Linked DNA regions of Mus musculus: region 1 is linked to region 2. A link is a contact called in public promoter capture Hi-C data. All regions are on one chromosome and are shown on one strand. The core of a region is the stretch at or near the end of the contact, and the rest is flanking DNA. Distances in the headings are between cores, read along the strand shown.

Region 1 (4,165 bases), core at 599-3,098, 700 kb after region 2:
AAGAATCTAGTTAGACCATACAATTTTCTATTATCCAAATGTAAGTATCGAGTCATTTCTGTTTTCTTGTCTAATGTTCTTAATGGCTGAGCTATCCAGCTCTAACAAAGAAGTTTAAAAATAAGCTTGTGGCATTTTATATGATGCTTGATATATAAGAACAATGTGATCTGTTGTTTATTCACTGATGATGGTATAAACTCACATTGATAGGTTTTAAGCTCATTAAAATCTACCCCCAAGCCGGGCGGTGGTGGCACACGCCTTTAATCCCAGCACTCAGGAGGCAGAGGCAGGCGGATTTCTGAGTCTACAAAGTGAGTTCCAGGACTGCCAGGGCTACACAGAGAAACCCTGTCTCGGGGAAAAAAAAAAAAATAAAAAAAACAAAAAATCCAAAAAAAAAATCTACCCTGAAAACCAAAATAAAACAATTACACAGTTTAGGTGGTAGGTTTTTTTTTGTTTGTTTGTTTTAAATATTTATTATATGTAAATACACTGTAGCTGTCTTCAGACACTCCAGAAGAGGGCATCAGATTTCGTTACAGATGGTTGTGAGCCACCATGTGGTTGCTGGGATTTGAAGTCAGGACCTTAGGAAGAGCAGTCTTAACCTTGCTGAGCCATCTCACCAGCCCCTAGGTGGTAGTTTTTAGCAAAAAGTATTTTAAAAAAAGATTACTTTACATATAGGAGTACACTGTAGCTGTCTTCATATAAACCAGAAAGAGGGCATCAGATCCCATTACAGATGGTTGTGAGCCACTATGTGGTTACTGGGAATTGAACTGGGGACCTCTGGAAGAGCAGTCAGTGCTCTTAACCACTGAGCCATCTCTCCAGCTGGCAAAAAAGTATTCTTTAGGCAATGTTTTTATAGTGAGTTTTTTGTCTATTGCTAAAGTATCAACTTCTGTAAGTTAAAAAGTTATCCAGAGAATTTAGGGGCTGCTACAACACATGTCTACTATTTCTCAGTGTTAGTGTATCTCAAAGAAAAACTGAACAGGTAGGAGCTTGTGTGATAAGTTGAACACACCAAGTACTATGTGCTGTTGCATAGCTGGGAAAGAGGTTTCTGTGTTTTAAACGAACATTTTTTCATTTTATGAGGCAGATCACCCGGTAGTTGAGGCAGTTAATTGCCCCAACTGCTTATGACCCTGTAGCCCAGGCTGGCCTCCAGCCTCCACCTTCCCTGCCTATATTCGATTATTTTTGTACCACCTATGGAAACTGGCAAAGGAGTATAATCAGCAGTTAATGCGCTTAGCGCTCAGACATGTCCTGATTTTTCTGTGATTGTAAATCACTTTTGATGAAGAGACCCTGTTTAGTCTAATTTTATGTAGTGCACAGTAAAATTTACCCTGTAGTCCCTGTGGTCTCCAGCCTTGGGGAGCATTCTGGCTCTCTGCTGTGGAGAAGTTATTCGCCTTCCTGCTGGCCGAGCCAGCGCTCTCAAGGGAATCTTTCTTCTCTTCTCCCCCTCCCCCTCTCCCTCTCCCTCCTTTTTTTTTCCTTTTGGTTTTTCGAGACAGGGTTTTTCTGTGTAGCCCTGGCTGTCCTGGAACTCACTCTGTAGACCAGGCTGGCCTCGAACTCAGAAATCCGCCTGCCTCTGCCTCCCAAGTGCTGGGATTAAAGGCGTGGGCTACCACTGCCCGGCAGAACTCACCTTTTTCATGCTTCACATTTATGGCGGGTAAAAGACTTGGAACTGAGAAACTCTAAGGGGCAACCGAGAACTGGGTTGTAGTGTATCCTCCTACCGGCTTCCGGCGTCCTCGGGGGGCGGAGCCAGGCGTCGTGACGTACTGCCCGCCCTGACGTGACTGTGAACCCGGTTTCCCGGGCGACCGCAGTCAGAGACTCACCATGGAGCGCAGGGTGGTCAAGCCACCGGGACAGGATATGGTAGTGGAGCGTCTCAAAAGCCGCTACGGCCTGGCGGGAAGGTGCCCCGTGGAGGTGAGATGGGTGGAAGCCGCGGTGGGCTCTGCTGGGCGGCCGCGGGAGGTCGCTAGCCCTGCCTTCCTCGGGGAGGCTCACTAGAGAGTTCCCGCCCTCGGGGAAACCGCCTCGACGGACGGGGCGTGGCTTTGGTCCTGGTAACCAATGCTGGCGGTGACCAAAGTGCAGCAGGCACGGAAGACACTGTAGTTCCTTCTGGAAAGCATCTTACTCCGAAGTAATTGCAAACTTACAGAAAAGTTGTGGCGATGTGCATTCTTGTAGTCCTCCCTTGAGAGCGCCATTCACCAGGAGAGTCTTGCCATTTTTGAGGCGGGGCCCCCACTGAGGTCTTTGCTAATATCTTGTGAGAGGTCGGCCAGATCACATCTTCGATGAATCCTGGAAGAACAGAAGCGGGAGACCAATTACATACCTCAGTTTGCACGACCAGATTCGGTTTTTTTTTTTAAATCCTCACCCTCTGATAACAGAGTTAGGTGTTTACAGTTCAGCTGAGAAGCCTGCTTGACAGCCCAGCATGGTCAAGGTTATATAAAGCATAACAATGTTGTCTTCAAAAAAATCATCTGAGGTATGGGAACATCATTTACCCTGACTTCTCCAGAAGGTGAGCAAGGTCGCAGGCATTCCTCTGTTCCTTCCCACATTTGCTGGCTTTCCAAAACCCCTTCTTGAGAAATAGCAATATTTCCCAATGTTCCGGTGACCATGACACAAATTCATTCTATCCTCACATAACCTTAATTGAGACTCCAACACATACTCCTCTAGCTTGCTTTTCCTGTGAAGCACATTCTCTTTTAAAGCCTTATTGATATTTTCCAAGAAATTTAGTATTGTGATAATAAACAGGATAGTGTATAGTTTGTACACAGATTACCACAATGATAAAGCATACCCTGGTGCAGATACTACCTGGGGTCCGAACATTACATTTGATTGTGTGTGGTTGCCTTTAATCTACAACAGATGTCCACACCTAGTTTCTTGTAACATTAGTGCTTGCACAAGGTGGAAGACGTGTGTATTAGAATGTCTCTCAGTTTGAGTTTGTCTAACGGATAGCTTCTGATTTGATTCTGGTTTTGTATTCTTGGCAGGAAAACGACATGACTGGTGTGTGGGCTGCTCTGATGAATCAACAGGTACATGCTGTTTGTCTAATTAGTGATGCTGATCTTGGGTTGAGTGGTGCCCCTAGGTTTGTCCATGCTAACCTTTGTAATTATGGAAAAGTATTTTAAGAGAATAGGTCTTAGTGTTTAACTTAAGTGTATCTTTCTCCTCACCTAGCATGAACTTTCAGATTTTGACCAGACTAAATATAAAAGAAGAATTGTGACCTCCCCAGGTAAGCCAAAAGAAAATTTTGTATATTTGAGTATTTTAACAAATTTAACTTGAGAGAGATTTATAGAAATGTTTAGACCTAGGCTTATTGTTACTCATTTTTCATTAAAAAAAATATTCAGTCTGATAATCACCTAATTGTGAATTTAGAGTTGAATGTGTGAGATGTCTTCTAAAACTAAATTTATCGAGGGATTTTGGTGTGTGTGTGAGATGTAATTTATAATATGCGTGCCTTTTACTTTTCTTTTGTGGTACTGGGAGTCGAATCTAGACTATTAATCAGTTCTGAGGAAGTTGATCAGTGCTTAGCAAGTGCTCAGTCACTAAACCATGTCCCCAGCTGGTATGTTTGCTTTTGAAAAATGTTAAAAAAAATTGTACAGAATATACTGCACGGAAAATACTAGTAAGTTTTATTTAGGCAAGAAAGAATGTACCAGCCGGGCAGTGGTGGCGCACATCTTTAATCCCAGCACTTGGGAGACAGAGGCAGGCGGATTTCAGAGTTTGTGGCCAGCCTGGTCTACAGAGCAAGTTCCAGGACAGCCAGTGCTACACAGAGAAACCCTGTCTTGAAAAAACAAAACAAAACAAAACAAAAAAAGAATATACCAGAATGAAAAATAAAGGGAAAATTTATCAAGTTGGCTTGTAATGTTTTTTGATAAGCTGAAACATTTTATGGTAATAAGTATTAAAAATTAATTCATTAACTTGTTAATACTTCAGAGCTAATATTTATTAGTTAAACATAATAATCATTAAACTTTGGTAGTTGCAGCATGAATAGTGTCTTTAACTTCATCAAGATATGGGAGTTGGGACTGAGAAC
Region 2 (4,238 bases), core at 185-2,684:
CGGCTTTACTTTCCCTGTACTCTTTAGACTGTAGACTGAGAAATTGCAGAAGTGACCATGTCTGTTGCAGGGAAGCATGCATGGTTCTTGAACTGCTCTGAATCACCCCAATGATGTAGCAAAACTTGGAGGAGTCTACCAGGATCTGAAAGGAAACTTAGTGTCCATTAAAAAAAATTTATTCACAAGATATAATGTCTAAATCATGCAGATATAAAACAAAGTTTTTTTCCTCTGATGGAAAATAAATATATTTGTAAAATATAATGGTAAAAGTACCTAAAGAAAATACAAAAATAATGTATCCTAAGCCAAATATGTGTGATCCTAGGCTAAGAACACAGATCCTGGTTTCTCTAAATGACTGTTTCAACATGGAATAGGTTACAGAAACTTACAGTTATAGAACAAAGAAAATAATAAATCAATACACTTACCAGATATGTTCCTATTACAAAGAATGTAAATCTAAGTAGGTAAACTATAAAGTTTCAATGTAGTATTCTTAATTCTATAGTTGGAGGATATTGAAAAACCATTTAAGCTTAGTGACAGAGATACTCTTTTAATCATGAAAATGGTATGCTAGATACACAAATTAAGGCATTTGAGTATTAAAGAGGCCATGGTATCCCAAGACAATGTGGGTGTCCACCTAAAACACCCATCTTCCCATAATAAGTACCTTGAACTCAGCTAAAGCATAGTATTTTGTCAGGACCTTTTAACACAGCACGGCTTCCTCAAGACGCCACAGCTCACATCTTTTATGAGGTCAGCATCTCTCAAAGGTTTGCTCTTCTCCAAAGACACCCTACGTTTTATAAATTAAAGTTGTTGGCTATATTATAAAGAGAGCGCATTCTCATAAATTCCTAGAGAGAGAACAAAGAATACATATTACACACAGTCTGTGGGTTTTGGTGTCTTTGCCAATACTTATAAAACTTTTGGAATAGAAAAATCAACAGTCTCTATTTGTATTTACCAGGTAGGTTGCATGAGGACGTGCTTAACTCAGTTGTGGAAAGGAAAACGTTCAGCCTGGTGAACCTGGGACATAGTTTGCCGACTCCACCTATCTATCACCTTGGAGTACTATGAAGCCACACATGGCCAGCCCAGCTAATCTGTTCATTTATCAGCGGTGGCCTGAGGCTTGGGAGTTTACATTTCTGTCATAAATCCCAGGTAGCGAAACCATTGAGGAAATCCAAACCCATTCTTGTACTCGTTTGTCTTAACTATGATTCAGGGTTCTCCTGCCTTTTCAAGTACCTCTGCTAAATGGCCCTGTCAGGTAGGCGCTCCTGGGGTTCAGGGAAGGAAACAATACGGGGTTGGAGCAAGAACATTGTTTCCCATTGACCTAAGAAATTAAGGAAGCATATTAAAATAAAGGAGTCCAGAAGGTCAGAAGAACTCGTGCTCAGGGGAATCTAATATTACACGTGATCTGCTTGCTGGGCGTCAACACAAGGAAAGGCTCTGGCTTCCTCTCCACCCCTAGGGCCTGCGGGTCTCAGCGGCGCCCAAGCTCCAGTCTAGCGTCCTGGGGCAGTGGCCTCCACCATGGCGTTGCTGGGCAACTTCCTTTGCTGCCTACTGGTTGCCTGGCTCTGCGGCCCGGGGCTCGGGGTGCCCCTGGCGCCGGCGGATCGCGCCCCAGCTGTGGGTGAGTGGACCGATCGGGACTGCACAGGACGGTGGAGGGGGTCGGCGAAGTCATGAAGGTGCCGGGTGCGTAGGCAGCGGGGCACAGGACGCCGCCACACTGGTCACTGTGGCCAAAGGCCAGACAGCAAGGTCACTGGGTCTGAGTCATGGTGGGGGCGCCCCGTGGGCGCCAGTATGGAGCCGAGCCGCCTGCTGGGCGTTTGTTTACATCCCGGGTCTGGGTGGTTTAGTTCCCAGGGGAGGAAAGTCTGAAGCTGTTGTCTGGTGGGAAATGCCGCTCAGAATTGGCTGTGGGCATTCCCGGAGTCACCTAGTCTGCCCAGAGCAGAGGAGGACCTACAGGGTCCCTACACCTGGATGTAGCTTCAGTCCTATTCTGTTCTGCTCAGTGACGTCGGAGCCTAATTCTGCCTCTTCAGGTCTCCGAGGCGTCTGGTCTCTTTCGTTCTTAACATAAAACCCCTGAGCCCTTCCGCAGCCCTTGGTGCACTTGGGGTCTTGCGTTTGTGGTGTGTTCTGTTTACCGGGAGCCTATTACTCTGTTTCTGCAATCTTGGCCTGCCCTGCCCTGCCCTGCCCCCTCAGTCTCCTTCCACCCAGCAGTAGCAGCTGCCAAACTTGGTGGGAAAAAAAAAAATCGGTAAGTTAAGCCCCACTCCAAAATTACTGGATCCAGACCGGTGGGAATGGATTCCTGGGCACAGTTTAACACTCTTCATCCCTCTCAAATTAGAAAATCCCCGTCCAGACTGAATGTTTAGTAAGACTGTAGGTTGCCTTCTGGGTTTTAAAACTTAAGGTGACGCTCCCCTCCCCCATCTCCCTAGCTCCGTTTAAAAATAATTGCTCTAGTTGGGGGGTTTGTTTTGATTTGCAGAGAGAGCTATCCTTGAGACTTTCACCTGTGCTCAGAACTGAAACTCTCCTGCTGTCTGCCTCCTCTCCATGCCTGCCTCTGATCTGCACAGGACTTCCCTGAATGGGGTCCAGGGAATCCCTTCTCCTTGCTTATGAGTGAAGTACACCTGACTTAGCTGTCAAGCTTTTGCAAGCCACAGCTGTATGTCCGGTTTGTCAACTCTGGCAAATAACACCTGTAACAGAAATAGCCCCCAGAATGTGTACATATGTGGCTGCCTCGTGTTTTTATATTGCTGGAATTGTGCTATTTTAAATTTGTGACTGCTCCGGATTTTGACCTGGAAATGTCTCAGGCTGCACCACAGGTAAATTCGCCTTTGGTTTTAATGAATTAATTGCTGAAAGAAGTCATAAAACTTTGCCCGTGATCATGTGACTCTCCTTCTGATACCTTCCTGTTTTGGTAGCGGGAGGGAGAGAGAATAACCAGACCTGTTGACTCTGGTTTCACATTGCATGGATTATTTTACCTGCTTTCCACTTGACTAGAAGGCCTCTCTCCCCCTGGCCCCTTTGCACTTCCCTCCACAACTTCCACCCAGCCTGGCCTCTGCTTGTTTCCTAACTGTGTTTAAGTTCCCAGTCTTAGTTTTCCCCCTTGCCAAGTCCATGTGACTAGAGGACCACCACCCTGGGTGTTTGGCTTCATTTTTAAAAGATTTAGTAGGCTGTCACCTGCTGGTGTACTTAGCACACAGCAACTGACTTTATAAACAGATCAACCAACGCCCACTTAAACGACTACATACAATTGTCCATATAATTATGGTTCATTGGGTTTGCTGGGACAAATTATTAAGCATTCTTTGACTGAATTTTTTTTTCTGAAAATTTTGAGTATCTCTTTAAATAAATTTGAGCACTTATGTAGACTGTGTAACACACATATCTTGAAAAAATATTTGAAAAGTTTATCTGGGGGATAAGAAAGAAATTTTGGTAAAGGACTTTGGGCATTTTTGGCCAAAAAATTTAGATTTGAGTGTGCTATGGACTGTGTCACAGGCTGGATTGGTGACCTTACAAACTCGCGCACACACACAGGCACAGACACATATATACAGACACACACAGAGACACACACACACAACCACATTTTATGTACAATATCATTGGCGTTAGGATGTAAAACCTCCAGATGTTCTGACTCATTTCAAGCCATCCTTTAGTGAATCTAATTACCCCCTCATTTGTCTATCCAGCAATGTGATGTGGTAGAAATAGCACCTTGGCATCTGGAGAAACAGGTTCTAGCTCAGCTTTTATTGCCTGGTCACATGATCTGGAGGGAATCCTGAAATTTGCCTTTGCCTCAATGCCATGAATTGTAAAATTAAAGAATCTTTGTTAAGGGCCCACTCCATCAGACTCATTCCTGTTCTTGGAGCTCTGTGAACCAGGTACTGCATTATGTCATAGGGATGTGCTCAAAATCCATTGCAAGATTTGGATTATGAAAAATTTAATCCATTCATGATCTCATTTACTTTAATCCTCAATGTACCTTTTGTGTAGATATCATTATCTACTTTGGTACAAGGCAGCTTATTTGACTAAGTATATGAGAGGCATTGTACAGTGATTAAAGGCAACATGTCTCCCGAAGTGTGGCCCCTGAACCAGTGTCAGCCCTTTACTTT

What was found. Promoter capture Hi-C pulls out the DNA fragments that hold promoters and counts their contacts.
Region 1: a promoter capture Hi-C map of hematopoietic stem and progenitor cells shows a contact between it and region 2. The contact joins the promoter of Ccdc138 here to the promoter of Smpdl3a in region 2. A contact is called at or near these places in 6 of 39 promoter capture datasets (cranial neural crest, embryonic stem cells, hematopoietic stem and progenitor cells and 3 more), 4 of 115 datasets of contacts at active chromatin or transcription factors (astrocytes, bone marrow-derived macrophages, stem cell-derived neural progenitor cells and 1 more) and 1 of 9 other capture datasets (liver).

What each region holds. Positions count from the first base shown.
Region 1 is chr10:58,496,089-58,500,253 of GRCm38.p6, forward strand. It overlaps Ccdc138 (coiled-coil domain containing 138), which reads left to right and starts at 1,849. Exons shown (of 16, transcript NM_001162956.1): 1 at 1,849-1,974; 2 at 3,081-3,125; 3 at 3,274-3,331. The coding sequence starts at 1,882.
Region 2 is chr10:57,793,110-57,797,347 of GRCm38.p6, forward strand. It overlaps Smpdl3a (sphingomyelin phosphodiesterase, acid-like 3A), which reads left to right and starts at 1,435. Exons shown (of 8, transcript NM_020561.2): 1 at 1,435-1,675. The coding sequence starts at 1,573.